Linked DNA regions of Sus scrofa: region 2 is linked to region 1. The links are chromatin contacts, called in public Hi-C maps. All regions are on one chromosome and are shown on one strand. Each heading gives the region's core, a stretch centred on a gene start, on an enhancer-like site or on the middle of the called end of the contact. The rest is flanking DNA. Distances are from core to core; before and after follow the strand shown.

Region 1 (2,871 bases), core at 97-2,596:
ATTTTGCCTCCACTTTAGAAGGATATTTTCACCCATACAGATTTCTTTCTTTCTTTCTCTCTCTCGCCTTTCTTTCTTGCTCTCTTTCTTTCTTTCTTGGCTGCACCTGCAGCATATGGAGGTTCCCAGACTAGGGGTCGAATTGGAGCTACAGCTGCCAGCCTACCAGAGCTGCAGCAATGCAGGATCTGAGCCATGTCTCCGACCTACACCACAGCTCACGGCAACTCCGGACCCCCAGCCCACTGAGCGAGGCCAGGGATCAAACCCGCATCCTCATGGATACTGGTCAGGTTTATTACCACTGAGCCACAAGGGGAACTCCAAGTACAGATTTCTAAACTGGTTGTTATTTACTTTCAGCCTTTTAAAGGTGTCATTTCATTATGTGGTTTCCATAATTTCTGTTGAGACTTAGCATTTAGCCTTATTTTTGCTCTTTGGAAATAATGCATCTTTTTTTTTCTCTCTACTTGCTATTATGACTTTCTCTTTTGATTTTGTTTTATTGCCAACGTGTAGTGTATTGTTGCCTTTATCCTGCTTGGGGTTCTGAGTAATTTTTGTCTCTCTGACTCAAAATTTTTATCCCTTTTGGAAAATTTTGGGTTATTATCTCCACAAATATTGCTTTGGCTACATCCTTTCTTGCTTCTCTTCTTGAACTCCAATTACATGTGTTAAAATGTCTCACGTAATAGACCACGTCACACGTCTCTTACGCATTTCTGTATTTCCCATCCTTTTTGTCTTCTGTACTGCAGTCAGGATATATTTCTACTGCCCTCTCTCCAGCTCACCCGTCCTCTCTTCAGCTGTGTCCAATTTGCTGTTAAACTCGTTTTGAGCCCAAATTTTAATGACTATATAGTTTTCAGTTCTAGAATTTCTGTTTGCTCTTTGGAAGACATGGATTCCAGTTCCCTAGGAAAACTTCTCATTTATTTTCATGATCACATGAATGACAATTATTTTTAAATCTGTGACTGATGACTGCAATAATCCGGGACACCTGTGAGTGTATTTCTAGTAGGCTTTTTTTCTCTTGGCTCTCTTTCTTGGATCCTAGGGATTTGGGATTGAATGCTGCTGATTCCTGTGCCTGAAAGAGGGATCTGGTGAAGTTACTTTCCTCCAGAGCGATTCAGTCTATGTCTGCCAGGCAACTATCCAATCAGGGACTAAGGTTATTCAAGGCTGAGTTGTGGTGAGGCTGGATTTACTCTAACGGACCCCCTCTGAAGGGTCCCAACTGAAAGCCTACGGCATTTACAGAGTGCAGCCTCCTGCTCAGTTCCTGATTTCCAGATTTTAGCTGCACAACATCAGAGTGCCAAAAATTCCACTCTGTTTTCCAGCTGCTTTTCTTGGCTTCCTAGCCTTTCCCTTTATGTGACTAAGATTCACCGAGTACTTTAAAGAGAAAACCATCAAATATCAGGCTGACATCTCTGTACCTCCCTTCTTTTTTTTTTTTTTTTTTTTTTCTGGAATCTTAGCTTCTTGAATCCTGGCTGATCTGGGAGCCTCATGCTCCAGGTCTTGTTTCCTCAGACCTCTCAGACTGCTGAGCGCTCCAAGCTTCCCGGCTTCTCCTTAGCCTCTCAGGCTCTTTCTAGAAGCCAGGAATTGCTAAATGCCAAGAGGAGAAAAGCAGCTTTCAGAACGTTGGGCTCACTTCAGTGAGATTCCCTTCTCTGGTCTCTGGACCCATCAACGCCAGGTTATTGCAGCCACTCTCCAAAAACTTCAAACAGATGAGTTTTCACTGTATCCATCTTTTCCAGTTGTTCTCAGTGGGAGCAGCAATTTCCTGGTAACTGCTCCATCATACCTGGAAGTGAGAGTTGTCTCTTTGTTTCTTTTGACAACTTCAAAGAACGTCATTTCCTGGAGATACTAGAGCTTCTTCAACTGACTCTCTACTGAGAAAGATTTGGGTCATTCCCCCCTTTTGCTGTAACATACGAAGCCATGGTGAACAGCCTTCTGCATATGGCTTCATATGTTTACAGTGGACCATTTGAGATAAAATCCTGGAAGTATCATTGCTGGATAAAAGAGTGAATGCATATGCAATTTTGCTAGATAGTGCCAATTTCATTTCACGGAAATTGTACCATTTTGGGTCCCCGCTTGCAGTGTAAAAAAATACGTGTTTTCACAAAGTCTTGCCAAAATTTGCATTGTCAAGCTTTGGAGATCTCTTCAATCTGATAGATGGGAGACAGAATCTCGTAGGGCTGATGTGCATTTCTGTTATTGTGAATGAGGGCTCCTAGTGGCCTTTGAACTCTCTAGTCATACCTTTGCTTATTTTTAAAAATCAGATTATGAGTCCTCCTTCTCAATTTTTAGGAAACCCTTATTACATTAATTATATGAGTACTGTGTGATGTAAATTACACATTTTTTCCCAATTCGTAATTATCTTATGACTTATTTTGTTGTTTGCAATGTTGTCAAATTTCTTTCATTGTCCAGATTTTTTTTTTAATAGTTAGAAATTTCCACTCTGGGATTATAAATATAAGATTTACCCATGATTTCTTCTTGTGTTTGTATGTGTTTCTGTTTTTGTTTAATTTTCGTTTAGACCTCCAATGCATTTATAATTTCTCCCAGAGTACACTGTGAGAAAAAGATCTGTTGCTTTTTTTTTTTCTTCTATCTATTTGGCCCAATATGATTTAAAGTTCATTTTCCCCTCTGATTTCAATGCTTCTTTTGTCATATACTAGATTTTCCTTATGTATATTCTATTCTGATCCATTAGTTTATAAGTCTTTTCCTGAGCCAATACCTCACTGCTTTAATTTAGAGGATGTTGAATGTTTTACTAACTCTAATAAGATTAGCCATGCATTAAAT
Region 2 (2,993 bases), core at 111-2,610, 270 kb before region 1:
AGCCTGTGGCGAGGGAACAACGATAGCCTTATGTCTGTTTTTATAAGTTTAAACATTTGCAATGCTGTTGTCATTTTGTTCCACTCTCAGCTAAGTTTAAGCCAATTCCATTCTTTTAGATGCTTCAGGCAGAGCCATGTAGACAAGGTAGTTCTCTGCTATTGCTGTGTGGATTCCAGAGGCACGTCAGTTAAGCCTATCTCTGCTTTACCGCTCACCCGCTAGTTCTTTCTCTGAAGGGAGACCCCAGTAGCACCTCTCCATGATGGCCTTACCTGCCCTTTGGAAAGAATTCTCTCTCTGCTTTCTACCAAGATGGTGGTGTGTGTGTGCCACTGGCAGAGATTTAACTCAGTAATAAAGGAACTAGCATGATGACAATGATAGTTCAAAGAAGAAGAGCTATTATGTCTAGTCAGTGGATGAAAAGAATGCTGAAATACAAATTTGATTGAGACTGATCAATGCCCGCTAAAGCAATAAAACTACCATCTGTAGGATTTTTTCTTCTGCTAGATAGTCATAAATTGCAACATAGAGAGCCTCTGTAAGTGAATACTAACTTTGTCGAGTCTGGCCTGATCAAAAGTAAATAAAGTTACCTTCCCGTGAAACAGTAGTTCTCAATGGGGGCAAATTCCTGGTCGCTCCCTCCCCCCTCACTGACAGTGTCTGGAGAAATTTTTAGTTATCACGACTGAGGGGAGAGAGGAGATGCTGTTGGCATTGAGTGAAGAGAGCCAGGGATGCTGCTGAACAGCTTGCAATACACAGGATAGCTCTTACATGAATCATCACCTGACCCAAAATGTCAGTAGCGTTGAGACTGAAAAACCACGTACGGATAACATGTTACATGATTTCTTAGACAGTGCTCTAGTATAATATTGAAAGCACCTGTGAAGAAAATTTTTAATGTCTCTATCTCATTCCCTTAATTGTAAAATTGGGATAGTGATAGTGGCAACCACATGTAATTTGGGGGTAGAATTAAGTAAAAAATTGTTGATTTATTTGGACAAAAATGGCCACACAAACATATATCCCTTCCCAAGTGGGGGTACCATTCCCTCCCCTTGAACTTGGGTGGCACTCTGTAACCGCTTCTTTCAAGGGAGCACAGCAGAGATGATTCTGCTTGACTTCTAAGGCCAGGTCATAGAAAACAACACCGCTTCCTCCAGGTTGGAAGCAATGACCCAACCTGAAAGAAGCCTGGCTATTCTGGAAAGGCAGCTGAGGGACTCGAGAGACAGGGAGAGGTCCCCAGCTCTTGACATCTTACCAGCTCAGCCACCAGACATGTGGGCCAACGACACACTGAGGATCCCCAGTCACCATCTGACTGCAGTCTGGTGAAGAACCTCCAGGCAGAACCAGCCAACGGCGCTGCTTCTCAATTCCTGGCTCACAGAAACCCTATGGGATAAACGAGCATTGTTTTAAGCTACTACGTTTGGGGATGTTTTTGTCCCATAGCAGTGGAAAACCAAAGAAACAATACACACACGGTGGTCCTTATCTTGGCTCATCGGGCATAATTCGTCATTTCTCCCCTGTAGTTGTAGTAATTTGTAGTTTTAGTATTTTTCATGAATATTTAACTGGTAATTTAACTTGTAGCGTTGCTCTGCTTCTGTACACTAGAGGGCACTCTTAACCGTTCGCAGGGGCTCCGACACGAAGGTGCAGTTCTCCAACCAGGCACCAGGGGGAGCAAGCCCCTAATTTTTCTCTATCCCTTTCCGAAGGTGAACTTGATGAAATGGGAAAAGGCTTCAGAACCAACAAATTAGCAAACATAAGGAAGACGTTTTAGAAAACCCTCCTAAACACATTCTAAGAAAACAAGAAAGCTTATTTTGATGAATAAAGCTGCCCCAAGAATGAACATGCAGATAATAGAAAGGAAACCCAATCCCCACCCCCGCCACACACACACTTTTTTTCCCCATCTTAAATGTGATAGAGTAGGTTACACATACTTTTTAATCCTTAAAAAGGAGGCGATATCTTCAAGCCTATGATTTCTAAACGGTGTACCTGATCTTTACCATATCTAGAAACATGGCAAAAGCAGTCTTTCTGTCACGGTGAGCGTCTAATGGCTAGAAGGTAATTCTGAATACTGTTTCACAGCGTCCCAAATAACATTTGTACCACTACTTTAACTTAAAGATTTTAAAGTTCCCATTTTTTCTAGTTCTTTATTTTATATACACAGGATCTGACAGTCTAGGGACTGTGAAAATGGGCTGTGATTATGCTTGTAGGAAATTTGGAAAGCAGAACCATTAAAATGAATTGCCTGAACCAAATACATTGTAAGTCTCCCCCTCTTCCAACAAATCCAAAGCAGACTTTACCCATAATCATTCCGAGTAGCCTGAGAAAGTTGGCAGCCTGCACTGATGACAGTCTGCCCGTCTCAAAATAACTCATGAAGGCTGGCCCTACCCTGTGATGGCTTGAGTTTAGCTGGGGCTTGAATGGAGCAAGGGTCTTGAGAATAAAGAAGGGTTTGTGGTGGGCTTATCTGATTAGAGCCTTACATGTGAGGTCAAGACTCTGCAGCCTGGTAGAGTGTAGTTCAGAGGGGGCTGGGGTGGGAAACCCTGAACTCTGAAGAGCTGATTCTTTGAGGGTGTTCTCTAATTCTGACTCAGCCCCAACCCTAGCTGGCCTTCCATCGTGCTCATCAAGTTCAAGGAGATTTGATCAATTCCCAAACACAAACACACACAGATGCCCTCTCTTGCTCCCCCCAACCACCCTGTAGACCTGAAGTAGCAGATGTGACACACCAACTGCAGTCTCTGGAGGCCGCATGGCTAGGTCCCCAGGTCCCTGATTCCGACAGCTAAGATTCAGGTCACTGCTGGGGTGGCCGTTACTACTTCCCATCCATGGCTGCTGCTTCCTTCTGTGCCCTCAGCGTCTGTCAGTACAGTGACTGGACCACACTGAGGCAGGGAAGCATCCTTTGTCCCTGC

What was found. Hi-C and Micro-C count contacts between places; a contact is called where the count stands out from the background.
Region 2: a contact with region 1 is called in a Hi-C map of skeletal muscle, with 7 times the contacts expected there. The contact joins two enhancer-like sites. A contact is called at or near these places in 1 of 5 promoter capture datasets (liver), 37 of 47 Hi-C or Micro-C datasets (adipocytes, adipose tissue, alveolar macrophages and 19 more) and 2 of 2 datasets of contacts at active chromatin or transcription factors (alveolar macrophages and skeletal muscle).

The regions. Positions count from the first base shown.
Region 1 is chr7:7,791,291-7,794,161 of Sscrofa11.1, reverse strand. No RefSeq gene overlaps it. Among named protein-coding and RNA genes, the nearest start is that of SMIM13, 18 kb to the right of the region's middle. Within about 2 kb of position 1,346, at least 4 of the 83 cell types and tissues checked have an H3K27ac peak or open chromatin away from gene starts, as enhancers often do. A contact at or near this core is called in skeletal muscle, where this site is marked.
Region 2 is chr7:8,059,363-8,062,355 of Sscrofa11.1, reverse strand. The region is part of intron 1 of NEDD9 (enhancer of filamentation 1); the gene reads left to right. Among named protein-coding and RNA genes, the nearest start is that of NEDD9, 33 kb to the left of the region's middle. Within about 2 kb of position 1,360, at least 13 of the 83 cell types and tissues checked have an H3K27ac peak or open chromatin away from gene starts, as enhancers often do. A contact at or near this core is called in skeletal muscle, where this site is marked.